2 separate regions of the Danio rerio genome follow, and region 2 is linked to region 1. Evidence: chromatin contacts called from public Hi-C data. All regions are on one chromosome and are shown on one strand. Each heading gives the region's core, a stretch centred on a gene start, on an enhancer-like site or on the middle of the called end of the contact. The rest is flanking DNA. Distances are from core to core; before and after follow the strand shown. Region 1 holds the start of si:dkey-1d7.3. Region 2 holds the start of si:dkey-112m2.1.

Region 1 (4,335 bases), core at 1,090-3,589:
ACCATTAGGCCCAAGTCTATTGATCCTTTAATTTTAGAGAATGCCACTCGGAGACCATCCACCATGTTTAGTTATGGCCTGAATTTATTTTTAATATACGCGAGTGCTGTAAAAGTGTCAGAAAGTTTAACCTGAAGCCATAACATCAATCTGCTGCATCTGACACTATTGCTGTGTCTTTAATTTAACGTAATCACCCCAGGGGTCGCAAAAAAACTAAAGGCTGATGGCTTTTTATGTAACTATTTTATATTTCTTCTGTAGGTTAATTTCACTAGTTTAATTAAATTAATTCGATTTTTGGAGATCACCAAGTGACCCCCACTTTGGGAACCACTGTTCTAGAGGACACTAATCCATGTGGTAAATCATTCAACTGGCCTCCTATTGACTTTTGCCGAAATAAAAAGATAAACAATATGTTTGAATCTCATATGTGAAAGTGATGTTTCAAAGTAGGTTAATGGCTGAGCCTGAGGGGGAAAATGGACTAGTGTCAGTGCAGTGTCTAAGAACATTAGGCCAAACGTGACTGAGTTTGCACAGCTCAAACTAGGACTGAGCCTCTGCAGTGATGACAAGCCTATTTGTCAGACTCTCTAATTTCAACATTGCTGCTTTTGGCATTACTAAAATTCCAGAGCATATCAAGTTCAAATTATGAGCCTTCCAAGTAGGGTTTTATTCAACGTGAATGAAGACAATTCGAGCAAAATTCCCTCCTCACAGTTTCACTATTAAAAGCCATGGCGCAGACTTCAAAACACATGCGATAAAGTTTTAATTCCTCTATTAAATAATCCACTTACAGTAATAACCAAGCAGCTATTTGCATTCCGCAGTTAATTATATAAGTAAATTGCAATTAAATCTAATTTATTTTTTATGCAAAGCAACATTAATACCCATATGGAGCCAAAGTAACATTTATATTAATGTGCTCAGCTTAAGTGCACTTACCAAAAGTTATATCCAATAAAGTTCACAGCACAGGTTACAATTTTAATATGCAAATAAGTTGTATTAATGCAAACTTTTAGAGGTCTTTCAGCTCATTCCCTCACAGACATGACTTTCAATTGTGGCCACAAAAAGTCCATCTCCACCTGGACAGTTTTATGCAGGTTATTATATGAAATTACATTTTAAAAAGCCAAATAAATTAAAAAAAACAAAATAAAAAAAGAATGTCTTACCTTCTGCACTGGATAGGCACAGCATGATAATCATCAGCAACATTGTGCTCGTCTGTACAAATCAGTCCAAACTGCAGCTTAAACTATTTTATTCCTCTAATGCATTTTTATGAGAGAAATGATGTGAGCTTTGAAATTAATTTCCAAATCAAGAAAAGTGACCATGGTGTCCTTACATGTCATGTAAAGTAAAGACAAATGTCCTGGTAGACACAAGGCTCAAATTAAATTACTGCTAAAGGTTAAATAAACTACATAACGTGTTAAAGTACAGACTAAGCGCTGTCCCACTTCACGTGCTGCTGTTTGTGGACCTCACGTCCATCTGAGCCTGAACGATTAGATGTCACGAGCGTAATCCTCTGCAAATGAAATACATGTGCGCTTTATGTTGCCTCACTCGCCTGTCAATGCTCTTCACTTTCAAGTGGACATGACCAACAAATATGACTTTTGTAACGTAAAAAAAAGTCCCTAAATGAACTTTTAACAGTTTCACAACACTCTACACAATGTTTACGTATTGTTTTGGGGGAAATCTATTAAAACGAGTAAAATTGAAACACTGGCGTGGTGTTTGACTTATAAGTTTGCGTAAATTTGGTTAAACTAAGTAAAATTAGTTATAGGATGTCAATAAAATACTTTGAGAATGCACAAACATTGTGTCCGGATGATTGTTCAGTAGGCTAAAGCTGCAAGTTCTTTATGAAGCGTATAGACACTTCAGTGGTTTGAGAGCTGTATTTGCAGCGCGCAAGCGTCCCCTGTTGATGGCCAAACCAAAACAAGTGTCAGGAAGGACACGCTTCAGATGAACACAGCAGAACTGCACATTAAAAAGACTAACGTGATATAAAATGCATCAATATAAATCATTCAAACTGACTTTAGCAAATTATCGCGGGAAGCTAGTTTAAATGAAGCTACACAGATCCTTGAATCTAAACATGTCCTGTGTTTTTGATGCCGACAAAGTGTTTGGCACAGAACAGAGGTCCTCTCGAGTTTATGGTAACTGGACCTTTTATTAGGTTTATACGAGGTTTTTGTTATTTTACAACTAACTAATAATCAGAATTCAGAAAAATTTGTTAACTCACTTGAGGAGAATTTAAATACCTAAACACGTCATTGATCAGTGACCCACACCCAATATGGACGTCACGTTTACCCCTAGTCCACGCCCATCTCATGTTTATAATTGTGACTCTCTGTGGTATTTTACTCCTAACAATATATTTAACAAGATTAGTAGCCTTTCTTTTTTAATAAAATGAAAATACTCCACTGGAAATTATCTATTAAATTAGCTAAATTCCACCAACAAGCTCTATTAGCCTGGAAACTGATTTACAACCATAATTTATCACACCACAAAACATTTTAATGTTTGGAATAATACTGACATTAAGATAAGTAATACATCTTTTTGGGGAATTAATGGTTCAAAAAACATTATTTTTGTTTCTGATCTTTTCAATCAAAATTGGGATTTCTTAACTTAAGTAAATGACATCAGTAAATGACAACAAATTAAAACAAAGGTCAGATGTACAAAACAAATTATGGAAAATAATTTTAGTCTTAAATACTGTAGAAATAAATAGTGGTGATTTTTTTTGGAAGTGATCTCATAATTAGTCCCATAGAGAGTGAAAATGATACTAAACATGAAGATCCACAAGATACGCCATATTAAAAACTTGTACATTCTGTGTGGAATGTGAGTGAGCGGCTCTGGTGGAGAAGGTAAAGTCGAGGGCAGAGAGAGGGACTCAGGATGCATGACCGAGACAGTTGAGTACTGGTTTCCTATAGCTGATCTTTTTCTTATATTAGAAAGTTTATTGTTTTAATGCATGACAACTCTCCTGGAATACCACAGCAGTTCTTGGGGTCTGATATTATGGAGAGACCATCCTTACAGTATCTTTTTCTTATTATGGAAATCAAGGGGGGCAGCAAACATTCTTCAAAATATCCACTTTTGTGTTCAACATCAGAAACTCACAAATGTTTAAAACCATTTGTTATTACATTACATGTGTTGTTTTAATAATTCAGTGTGTGTGGGTAAATCTAAAATGAATAAGGTTTTTAAAATTTAAATCCCAAACCACTGCAGTGCGTAATTTGATGTTTGATGCAAGCCCTTATAGCCCCTGATATATAGCCCTTGAGACAACTTACCTGTGCGACAACTATTTCTCAAATAGCTTTAGTCACATATTGAAATATTTTCAGAGGTAGTCAATGCATCATTATGACATGTTAGGTTATATATTCCCAGAGAGATATACTTTAGCAATTCACTTTATATTCAGAGTCAGTGTGAATTACTAAACTCTCTGTGATTTCTGACTAAAGAAGATCTCGCTAAAGGGAGCGTCATCAATCTCCTGTCAGTAACAACACACGGTGTGACCTGCTCTGCTGCTCTGTTGTGCTTGATGATGTCAATCGCCAATACGAAGCACGATTTTATGTCCTGCTCTCTGATAAGTCCCACAAATTCCTCTACAAGGACACACATGGCACCAACCGTTAATGCAAAGAATAAATCATACCGCTGCTCATGCCAGATGAGGTTAGGTGTAAGTGTTAGTGCCCTACACAAAGGCAAAACTTATGGATATAATGCATGCATTGTGAAGTTTAACATGCGGACATGGATTTCATCTGGAATTTAATCAAACCAGCAACCAGTAGATCCCTCTATTTGCTGGAAACAAATGCAAATGCTTTTGAAAATGAATTTTCCCCCATGGCCCAGTTTACGTACCATTATCATATCAGTCCCATCTGCTCTGATGTCCAGATGTTAGCAGTGTGAGCCAGACCACTGCCGTGAACTGTAATACTCAAAGGTGAACTACAGTTTAGTAGTGATAATATGTAATGGTGGTTAGCATCAGTGTGTTTGACTTATTTTAACAGCCTGTTCCACTAAGAAGAATTCTTCAAGGTGAATAAAGTACAACTACAGTTTACTTCAGTGTTTTTTTTTCTTGATGAGGAGCGTTATGTGATGATATGTTGCCACAGTAACCCAGAATGACAGTAAACCTACTTAGAAAATGAAATATACCACAATGACCACATGTATCTCAATCTCACCAAAGTCCATGACGGACTC
Region 2 (4,458 bases), core at 829-3,328, 420 kb before region 1:
ATTATATATTTTTTCTTATTTATTCATTCTTTTTTGGCTTAGTCCCTGATTAATCAGGGGGTTGCCAAAGCGGAATGAAGCACAGCATTTAGTTTGATAGAATGGTTTTTATGGAATGCATAAAAAAGATAACCAACCACAAACTGCCTTAATGCAAAATGAAATTTAGGATTGGAGCTATGGTGTTTCAAAATCGAATAAAACATATTTTTTTCTTTTTGAGGATGTCTTGATAAACAGTTGGAATAAAAATTAGAGAGCAATGTATAAATGCTTGAATTTTTAAGAAATTCTCAGGAATTTTAGTGTGGCTATAACATGCTAGTAGAACAGTATCTTGCAAAAAAAAACAAGGCACTTAAAAAAAGCCTTTTTGTGGACTGTGTTGAGTTAGAGGTCAGCTAAGAAGTTGATAAGGACACATTCTGCAGTTGTGAGAAGTCAGTAGTTTTGAGTTTACAATTTAAAAATATATGAAATATTTTTCTTACAAAACACATCCATTTGCTTCATAAGACAGACATTACTATCCTGTCAGTGCTGGCGTTATTATTGGTATTTACAGATTTATGAACCTTTGGAAGCTTTAAAAAACAAAATCATTAAATCCAACACTATTACACAGAATAAAAGAGTCAGGATGAAACTACTTTAAAACTAAAATGAAAACTACTGATTTCATCTGAAAGAAAAAATATCATACGCACAGGGGGTGAGTAAATTGTGGTGTCATTTTTGGTTTGGGTTAACAATTCCTGAAGTTGAAAGTTAAAAAGAGTTTGTCAGATAAATGTTTAAAAATCAACATCACATGCAGGATTAAGAGGTATCTGTAAGTGTTGTTTTCTATTATTGATCTACAAGGTATATCAGTAAACAGAATGTTAGAATGGATGTATTTCATTCATTTATTTATTCATTCAGTCATTCAATTATTCATTAATTCTCCTTTGGCTTAGTCCCTGATTCATCAGGGGTCACCACAGCAGAGTGAACCACAGCATTTAGTTTGATAGAGTGCTATTTATGTTATTTATGGAATGCATGGAAAAGATAACCAATCACAAACTGCCTCAATGCCTAGCTCATTAATTATTCATTAGTCCCACACAAAAGCAGAAACTTCTATATTTATTTTCTCAGGTTTTCCCGCATGTCTAAGGAATTCAACAGAATTCAAAATCAGTTATGATGAAGAAAGAAATACACATCACTTGTACAAGGCTGGCCGGCCATTTGCATTCAGAACTGCATTCAACAAAGTGCTAAAAACATTTCTCAGAGTTCGTACTGAACATTGACATGATAGTTGCAGTCCAACAGTTGCAGATACTGAATAAAAAACATTATAATGCTGAGGTGCATGTATGTATATGTTAAGTATCAATACCAGCAATGTGCATATCTGTATCGTGACCAATAAAAACAAATAAAAAAAAACATTCATAACACAATATCAGAACAGCATGCACAAATGCAAAACAAAAGAGAAAACATTTACACCCCAGCCACCACAGTAAATCTTGTAAAAAGTTAACGTTTTGCAGTACACGTTATTACTTCATGCCATCATTCACCACTAGAGGGCACTGTCGCGCTTACTGAGGCAAATGCAGAAAACAATCAATGATCATCAAACCACTCAATAACTACTTTAAAACCTAAATCATCACTCATATTACAATGAAACCATAACAACTCACCACAATATGGTAGAATGATTTGTAAAAAAACTCTTACAATTCACTCAGTCTTCAGCATCAAGGCTCTTCCGTTCTGTTTTGTAGCCCACTGATCGATTATACTCTGGATTCCTGTTAAAACCATTCACAACAGGTGCACATGTTTAACCAGCACGAATACTTGTTTACAATGCATGTATGTCTATATGTGCACATGTCTTTAAAATTTCATTATTTAACTTTAGCTGAATTGCATATTCTCTATTAATTTTTTCATTAGCACTACTGAGGTGGTAGGCTATTTTACATTAAACAGTACTGCAGCTATATAATACAAATCAGCAATTAAAGTATTTTGAAGTTAAAATTAAAATTCTCATGACGCCCTTTGAGTTCAGCAGAGAGAGAGAGAGAGAGAGAGAGAGAGAGAGAGAGAGAGAGAGAGAGAGAGAGAGAGAGAGAGTTTCATGACTCACTGTGCTTGTCGCTGCGGAACCCAAAGAGCAGAGAAAGCACGAGGAATATTCACAGTGGACTTCATGGATGAGAGAAAGGAGCTTTTTCACTGAACAAATGCTTTTCATTAATTCTTTCCTCAGACTGTTGAAGTTTATACTTTGTTTTTCGACATCAAAACAGATAAACGCGAAACGCTGGACTACCGTTTTATTTCTTAAAGTGTACTAATACCTGTGGAAACCCGGAGTCGCTTAATCTGTTTCTAAACGAGCACTTGTTTATATAAAAGCTCATATTTGTTGCTTATTTTCCATTATTGTCTTTTAAAAAGTAACTTTATTCGTTTACTGCTGGAATTACAGTGGATTTCCCATCACTATGAAGCGTTGTCGAGCCTCACGAGCGATGTTCAACTTTCCACTGAGACTCGGGTTTATTTAGACGGAGCATCTGATCGACGACCACCAGATTGTTTTTAGCAACAGACACTTGTGGCACTACAAATCTGTGACTTTTATTTTTAAAAGCGACGACACTTCAATATGTTTGATGTTTGCCAGACTTCAGAAGACATTTAAATCAAGATGACAGCATTTAGAAATCGCACCGCAGGAGTGACTCGTTTTGAGATGATCGGAGGGAGAAACATCTAACCTTATAAAGAGATGAATGCTGTACTTGTTGTCTTGTAGACCTGTCGGTGGGAAAACACTGATCTGTTCCCTTCTCGAGCCCCGACCAACTTTAGAGGAGCTGAAGATGCTGCGTCTTAGTCCAGCCGGGCTCATGCTGTTCTTGCTTTGCAGAGGTGAGTGTCTGTCAGAGCGCATCAGGTCTTTTACTTTGCATGCCGATTTTAGTGCATTATTGCTTTCATGTGTATGTGGGAATACATGCACCAACTCATATCGCAGTCGAACAGTGGTTATAATGCAAAGGGTGCTACATCATAGCGTGTGAATCAATATGATTACAAATTGCCAGAGGTGCTCTTGACATGTTATTGATGACCGGTTGTAAAGCAATTGAAGGTGGGCTCTGAATGGCCATGGTTAAATGTGCTGAATATACAATTACCGTATGGATTTTAAACTAGATGAGTGATGAAAAACTAATGAAACTACTTGGATATTAAGAATCTGCATAGAACCACAAATGCTTTGTCATCTGGCACATGTCCATTTGTTTTACTCTGCAGTTTGTTACAGGGATATTTCACACTGAATTAAATAATTTACTCACCCATTCACTTGTTCAAAACATTCTGTTGAACACAAAATAAGATGTTTTGAAAAATGTTGCTTGGTGCTGGGATAAATTGACTTTCATAGTATTTTTTCCCCTAATGGGAGTTGATGGGTCCCAGCAACCAAAATTCTCCTAAATATTTTCTTTTGCTTTCAACAGACAAATGAAACACCTAAAGCTTTAAAACCACACAAAGGAGAGTAAATGATGGGATAATTGTGATTTTGGGGTAATTATTCCTTTAGTTTATGGAAAACTGAAAATTCTCTCATCAATCACTTGTCACAAACCTGTTTGAGTTTCTTATTATTCTGAACAGAATAAAACAAGATATGCTGAAACTTTGTAACCTTTGACTTTCATAGTATTTGTTTTTCCTATGTGGTTGTCAGCGGTTTCAGGTCTCTAAAATTTTCAAAATATTTTTTTTTTTTGGTGTGTTTAACATAAGAAAGAATCTCAAAAAGTTTTAAAACCACTTGAGGGTGAGTAAATAGTGAGAAAATGTTCGTTTTAGGTGAAATATACAAGTATTTGGCATAGATTAAGCATTCGGAAAATAATATTATTTTACATTGTCATTCCAAACCTTCTTTTCTCAGCTGAACACAAAACATGACCATGAAAGTTGGTATTCAGCAAAAAAAAAATCTGCTTTTGTGTTTAACAGATTAAAAAAACTCATTAAGGTTTTAAACCACATGAGGGAGGTTAAATGATGAGGTAAATGGGATTTTTTGGAACTATTCCTTTAGCTCATTCAAAATTAATAATTCTGTCATGATTTACTCATCATTCATTTGTCAGAAACCTGTTTGAGTTTCTTATTCTTCTGAACACAATCGAAGGTATGCTGAAAACCTGTAACCATTTTCCTATTATGGATGTCAGTAACAGGTTTGTAACATTTTTCAAAATGGTTTGTGTGTTCATCAAAAGAAAGAATCTCTTAAAGTTTTAAATCATTTTAGGGTGAGTAAATAGTAAGTAACTTGTAATTTTTGGGTGAAATATACAGGTATTTGGCTAAAATTAAGCATTTGAAAAATACTATTAATATACTCACTTT

The links. Hi-C and Micro-C count contacts between places; a contact is called where the count stands out from the background.
Region 2: a contact with region 1 is called in a Hi-C map of embryo, with 5 times the contacts expected there. The contact joins the promoter of si:dkey-112m2.1 here to the promoter of si:dkey-1d7.3 in region 1. A contact is called at or near these places in 2 of 18 Hi-C or Micro-C datasets (caudal fin and embryo).

What each region holds. Positions count from the first base shown.
Region 1 is chr21:19,802,302-19,806,636 of GRCz12tu, reverse strand. It overlaps si:dkey-1d7.3, which reads right to left and starts at 2,339. Exons shown (of 9, transcript XM_073935197.1): 1 at 2,300-2,339.
Region 2 is chr21:20,223,291-20,227,748 of GRCz12tu, reverse strand. It overlaps si:dkey-112m2.1, which reads left to right and starts at 2,078. Exons shown (of 9, transcript XM_009295369.5): 1 at 2,078-2,949. The coding sequence starts at 2,811.